2 separate regions of the Gossypium hirsutum genome follow, and region 1 is linked to region 2. Evidence: chromatin contacts called from public Hi-C data. All regions are on one chromosome and are shown on one strand. The core of a region is the stretch at or near the end of the contact, and the rest is flanking DNA. Distances in the headings are between cores, read along the strand shown. Region 1 has its middle 29 kb from the start of LOC107911494. Region 2 holds the start of LOC107911554 (oligopeptide transporter 7).

The links. A called contact is a pair of places that touch in the nucleus more often than the background predicts.
Region 1: a contact with region 2 is called in a Hi-C map of leaf, with 1.9 times the contacts expected there. The contact joins the enhancer-like site here to the promoter of LOC107911554 in region 2. A contact is called at or near these places in 2 of 34 Hi-C or Micro-C datasets (both in leaf).

The regions. Positions count from the first base shown.
Region 1 is chrD08:41,117,774-41,121,196 of Gossypium_hirsutum_v2.1, reverse strand. No RefSeq gene overlaps it. Among protein-coding and RNA genes, the nearest start is that of LOC107911494, 29 kb to the right of the region's middle. Within about 2 kb of position 1,971, at least 2 of the 9 cell types and tissues checked have an H3K27ac peak or open chromatin away from gene starts, as enhancers often do. A contact at or near this core is called in leaf, where this site is marked.
Region 2 is chrD08:40,976,629-40,979,816 of Gossypium_hirsutum_v2.1, reverse strand. It overlaps LOC107911554 (oligopeptide transporter 7), which reads left to right and starts at 1,322. Exons shown (of 7, transcript XM_016839396.2): 1 at 1,322-1,642; 2 at 1,730-2,253; 3 at 2,350-2,447; 4 at 3,104-3,188. The coding sequence starts at 1,606.

The DNA.
Region 1 (3,423 bases), core at 722-3,221, 140 kb before region 2:
CATTTAGATCCCAGGTTAGACAACGTCATTTCGCTGTTGAGATTTGAATTCCTGAATTTGCGTGTTAAATTGCTATAATGGTCCCTTTAATATTAAGCCTATCTCAATTCGGATGTTTATCTATTTATTTCAAATGTAACCTTAGAATTTTGTTTAAATTCACAATAGATCCATTTTTATTAAATTAATTGGTTTATTATTATTAATTTCATTTGATGTTATTATAATTATTAGTATTTTTTTATATATCAACCAAACTAATTTTACTATAAACTCTCTTATTATATAATATTATTTTGTGTATTCATTATTTAATTTTATAAATATTTATATATATATATATGTTTTTATACACTATCCTAGCATAATTTATACATATTTTTGTGTTAATCTATGTATATATGTATAATTAAATATAAAAAAATTCATAATAATATCTCATATTTTTTATATATATATAATATTGTTTTCTTAGTATGCGTATGTATGTATATAATAATATATTAGCAATTTCAAATGATGAATTTTTTATGCCCGGAAGCTTTATTCCTTTTATATTTACTATTTCATTTTGCCTTTTTTTATATATTATTACTATATATACTATTATTTACATTAGATTTTATTTTTTATAAATCAAAACGCAGGTATTAATTTTAAGTTATTCACTTTTATCTTATTTTTTTTCATTTTTTAATAAATTTTTCATTAAATTCATTTAAACCTTTTTTTTTCATTATCAAATCGTATCAAATCTTCATAATATTATTATTATTATTATTATTATTATTATTATTATTATTATTATTATTATTATTATTATCTTGAGTATCTTTTTGAAATTGATTATTAATTTATGGGGTGCTTAATTATTGATATTAGTATTTGTATGATATGACTAAAATAATTATTGTTATTTGCATTTACCTATTATTTGTTTGTTTTCTTAATGTATGTTTGGGTTGTTATTTATCCTTTTCGTTATGTATTGCTATTCAATCATATTTCATTTGTAAGAATTGTATTATTTTTAAAGCACAACAAATCATTCTATTTCATAATTTTCAAAAAGGCATGATGTTCATAGCTCTCAAGAGAATTGTGCCCTAACTTACTGGGCTTCAATTCTTCTCGATGAATTTGAATAGCCAAGTGTTTATTGTATTAAAACCACACAACTTTTAAAATAAAGTTTTCAAGATTTTAAAATGTTGGATCCTAACTTACTGGATGTGACATTTTTTTATCCCAAATTTAAAATAAAGACAATGTTTGACGTTTAATAACTTCAAGAAATCGAAACCTAACTTACTGGATTCTGATTTCTCATTTGACTTAAATGACCGAACAACCTTCTCAAAATGCATGAATTTTAAAATTTGAAAATTAAAAAGACATACTTAATTTTGACGATTGAATCGTTGCACTTTAACTTACTGAGTGTGGCAATTTATTTCTCCGAAATGAGTGTGTTTTATTATTCAAATTTAAACTTTAAAAGGATCGTATTTTTCGACACTGAGACATTAAACAATCGATTCGGTACCAATTTTGGGCGTTACGAGGGTGCTAACCCTTCCTCGTGCGTAATCAACTCCCGAACCTATTTTCTCAAATTCGTAGACCTAAAATTGTTTTCAAGGTGATCTGGTCACACCTCAACAAAAGATCGGTAGCGGCTCCCATTTTTATTTTCAAAGTCGATCCTCGTTTTTTTCAAATTTAAAAAAAATGATTTCAACATTAAGGAGAAAAGAAAAGGTCAGAAAATTACGATTATACTAAAAAGATGCACAATATTACAAGTTACATAAATTTTTTCTATGCCAAGTTTCATGCTCTGTGTGTGGACGTATTATGATATCATCATCATAAGAGAAGTGAGAATGAGACTCCACCCAAAAACATGGTGGGGGTGATGTGGCAAAATGACAAGAAAATGGGACCACCTTGGGGTGTGCAGATGGTGGTCACCAAAACCCCTTTCTCCAGAAGTAAGCAGAGTTGGAGTCGGAGTCTAGTGCAGTGCAGTGCAGTGCAGTGACAGACAGGTGAAAAGCATCTGAGGCGTCCGGCTACTTGCCCCCTCTATCACCGGCACTACAACTCTACCTCAAATTTCGATACCTCCCCTTAGCTACTATATATTATTGTTTTCTCTTCTCCCACCTTGGATTTTTCTTTACTGGGTAATTGAGTTAAAATCATTCTATTCTTCTTATTATTATTAAACCATAAATTGGAGTTTAAATTATACAATTTTCCTATCTTTCTACCTTTGTGATTATTAGTTCAATCAGTATAAACATAACCAATTAAAAATTGTTATCCTGCAAAACAAAAATAAAAAAAGTATTAATTTTTTCTTTTATATATATTCTTTTTACTTTATATTTTTCCTTTTCTTCTTTTTCTCAGCTTGAGCTTTTTAGTTTAAATGTTTTGGTTTCATGATTTTGATTAAGGTTTTTTTAGAATAGATCAAGTTGTAGTTTTTGATTTATTTAGTTCGACCAGATAGACTATTAAAAATTCATAAAAAATAAAAATATTTTAAAATAGTAAAAATTAGTTCAACTACTTCAATTAGTTTTTTTTTAACTTGGTTCAACCGATTTGTATAATTTTGTGGGTAAATCCATTCAGCCCCTATTTCCGAACTGATATTTGGTTGATTTTCAATACAACCAATTGGTTCAATTCGATTTTGAAAATACTGATTTTGATCGACGAAAAAACTTTTTCAATCTCATCAAGTCGAGCAAGCAAGCGGTGAAGTATAAAAACAAAATTAATTGTCAATGTTTGGAACTCAAGAGGGTGAATATCGAGAATTGTTGGCCCTAGCAAACATTATAAAGGAAGAAGAAAGGGGAAAATAGAAAAAAGAGAAAAAGAGAAAGAAATAATGTAAAAGAGAATAAAAGAATTAAAAATTATTTTTTAAAAGTTTATATGACATGGCAAACTATTATTGGCTAATACTTTTTAAACCGATATAACATTTTGGGGTAAAATGAGTAATGGAATAATAGTTTAGGTATCACTTATTGCCCAAAAATTTTAGGTACTAATTTAAGAAAAATTGTATTGTTTAGATATTAATTTATGGATTAAGTCTTTTTTTTAAATAAAGGTAATAGTTTAACTAACGAAAGGACCAACTTTGAAAAAAATAGTTTAAGTATCACTTATGACAAAAATAATTAAATACCAAAATGATAAAAATGGTATGATTTATAAATCAATTTTTGGCTTAAGTCTTATTATTGTTATTTAAGGTATATATCAAGTTATCAATTTTCTTTATAATTTTTTTTGAAAAAAATTTCTTTATAAATTGTTTGACTGTTTTCTGTAATTGTAACTTCAAACAAAAATGTTCCTTATACATTTAATTATTTCATTATTAGTTATAATAAT
Region 2 (3,188 bases), core at 73-2,572:
ACTGGTGGAAGCATTGAGTTAAAATCAATGAACGGTAGAAGCAAAGATAGAAAAAGTTTGAATCTTGGGAGAATATTTAGATGGGTTACCTTAGATTCAAAGGATTTATCTCTGTTCTTGGTGAGGAAGTCAGGAGAAGTAAATTTCTGGCATAGAAATGAGGGAACCTAACTTCAATGAAAAACAAAACGTCTGTGAAGTTTCCAAATTTGAAAACAAATAAGGTTGGGAAAGAAATTACTTTAACTTTCAAGGATAAAATGGTAAAATAATAAATAAAAATGTGGGCATTTTTGTCTGCTAAAAAAGTTGACTGTCCATTGTGTATAGACTGGAGCTTTTAACTCGATCCAAAATGAGGTTGGCAATGAGGTTGAAATTTTCAACTGCACCTCACCATTGTTTATCCAAACATCAAATGTTTACAGTGAAAAAGAATATTCCCTAAAATTCTATCTCACCATGGCTGATTTTGCATCCAAAAGGAGCCTAAGGCAGTATTTGATAGTGAAGTTAGTTGGGAACTAAGGTATTGTGCTAGTTCCAAAGGTAAGCTACATCAGTTCCTTTTCGAGGATGTGATGATAGCATTAATATTATTTTTAAAGTTGAATTCGACATAACCATTTAACCTAAGACCATACAATTTGTCCAAATAAATCCATTTTTGTGACACATGCATAATCATTCAATATATTATTAAACTTTTCATTTAATAATATTAAAATGTTATCTTTTTATATAATTTCTAAACTACCCGTGATCTCATAATCTTTATAGTTTTTTTTTTTGGTGAAAAACATTATGCACTTTAAGCATGTCAATTTGTTGCAATAACAACCGTGATAGCTAAACTAAGATATTAAAAGATTTAAAATAATAAAATTTAAATAGGAAAGTAAATTAAATTAGGTGGAATTGAAGTTTAAAATAATATTAAAGGCCTGGAGTAGTAAAACTATGAAAACCGGAATCAAAATAAACAGGCTTTGACCTGCTAAATGATAAATTTTTAATTTTAATTTCTTTAAAAAAACAATAAAATGGTAAAAAAAAAAGGTGTATTTTGGTACATATGTAATTGTCAGGACGACACAAGATTCTTGAATCTCATTATATACTCTTTTAAGACATTCAGGTATACCTGTTTTGATAGCTGTTAGAAGGGTTAGGTTGGAGAAACTCTGTACCTTCCCTTCTTTGTTGGGTTAAATTTTCCAAATTTTGGATTTAAATCTCTTAATTATATAAATTCAGAACAAACATTGCTTTAATAGAAATGATAAATTTGAGATCCTTTTCAATATACTAAATTTAACACAAAGTCGACAGAAATGAACAAAGGCAAAAAAGGTGTCTCACCGCTGGAGGTGGACCAGCAGAAAGGCTGGTTGGTCGACCCCAACATTAATTTATATAGTTAATGTATGAGTTAAATTTTTGAACCCAAGCCATGAATCAATTTTTACAGCTTATCTATTATTCCCAATAGTTGTTGAACTCACGGCAGGGCATTTTCTGCTAAAACATGCTATAATTATTAAGTTAGAACCCATTGATTCTTTTTTGTCTTTTGCTTGAGTGGCCAAGGAACAGAAGCAAGCCATGGAAGAATCCGAAGATGAGATAAGAGCTCCTCTCAGTGAGTTTTCTTCTTTGTTTTGTGTGTGTGTGTTTCAATGTGTAAAACCCAATGAATCTTGATGTTTTTGTTGTCGTTTATTTGCAGTATCTAAGGATGAAGATGATAGCAATCTATCATCATCCAGGTCAGAGGCCTTGGCATCAAAATCTGAAGCAGAGATCAAAGAAGTGGAAGAAGAAGAAAATTCACCGGTGAGACAAGTGGCCTTAACCGTACCAACCACAGATGACCCTTCGCTACCAGTGCTGACGTTTCGAATGTGGGTGTTAGGCACCATTTCATGTGTCCTGTTATCGTTTCTTAATCAGTTCTTTTGGTACCGCACAGAACCCTTGACAATCACGGCCATCTCAGCCCAGATTGCAGTGGTTCCTCTTGGCCAATTGATGGCAGCCAAGATAACAAAACGTGTTTTCTTCAAAGGAAGCCGCTGGGAATTCACCTTGAATCCAGGGCCCTTCAATGTCAAAGAACATGTTCTTATTACAATCTTTGCCAACTCTGGAGCTGGCAGCGTTTATGCCATCCATGTTGTGACTGTTGTGAAGGTGTTTTACAAGCAGCACATTACTTTCTTTGTCTCCTTGATTGTCATCCTAACTACTCAGGTCTGTTCCTGTTTTGTCGATTCCTTGCTGCATTGATGTGTGTGTGTTGGTTTGGTTTGGTTGTAATTAAATAGTTTGGTGGGTTTTGAATGGTAGGTGTTGGGGTTCGGATGGGCTGGTATATTCAGGAGGTACCTAGTGGAACCAGCAGCTATGTGGTGGCCTGCAAATCTTGTTCAAGTTTCTCTCTTCAGGTAATCCGATTATGCTTTGTATTATTGCCGGACGGATATTCCCAGATTCCGGCGATTTTGTAGTTTTCTATAGTTGCCTATTAACTCGGATTTCATTTTCTGACGCTGATAGCGATGCTCAGTTTGAGTGTTCCGCTGGGAAATCTTAGCTGGACCTAACTGATGAGAATCAATACACCAAGTTCAGTTAATTTAATATTTGATATTTTAACTTCACACTTTTTTTTTTAATTCTGTACTTACCCTTTTTTTCAGTTTGATATCTAAATTTGTCAAAATATTATACAAATTTCATATAATCTGCCCATGTTGATCTTAAATTAATTATTTTTTCTACCTCATAAAATAATAACATTATTAATATATTAGAGAAACATTTGACAAATTTAGATATTAAATTGAGAAAAAAAAGTTTAAGTATTAAATTAAGAAAAAATTATGAAAATTAGAAAAAATATATATATCAAGAAAAAGTATATATCAAATAAAAAATACTTAAATATCAAATTAAAAAAATATATATCAAATTCAAGTAACCTAAAAATAACTAAAAGAACATTATCGTCTGCTTACTAGGGCTTAGGGCCCTAAACTAGGTTCTTAAAATATTTTGGCCCATTATTTATAACAGTTGTTCAAACATGGGATCATGACAGGGCTCTCCACGAGAAGGAAGAGAGGGCCAAGGGTGGGGTGACCAGAACCCAATTCTTCCTAATTGCCTTCATTTGCAGTTTTGCT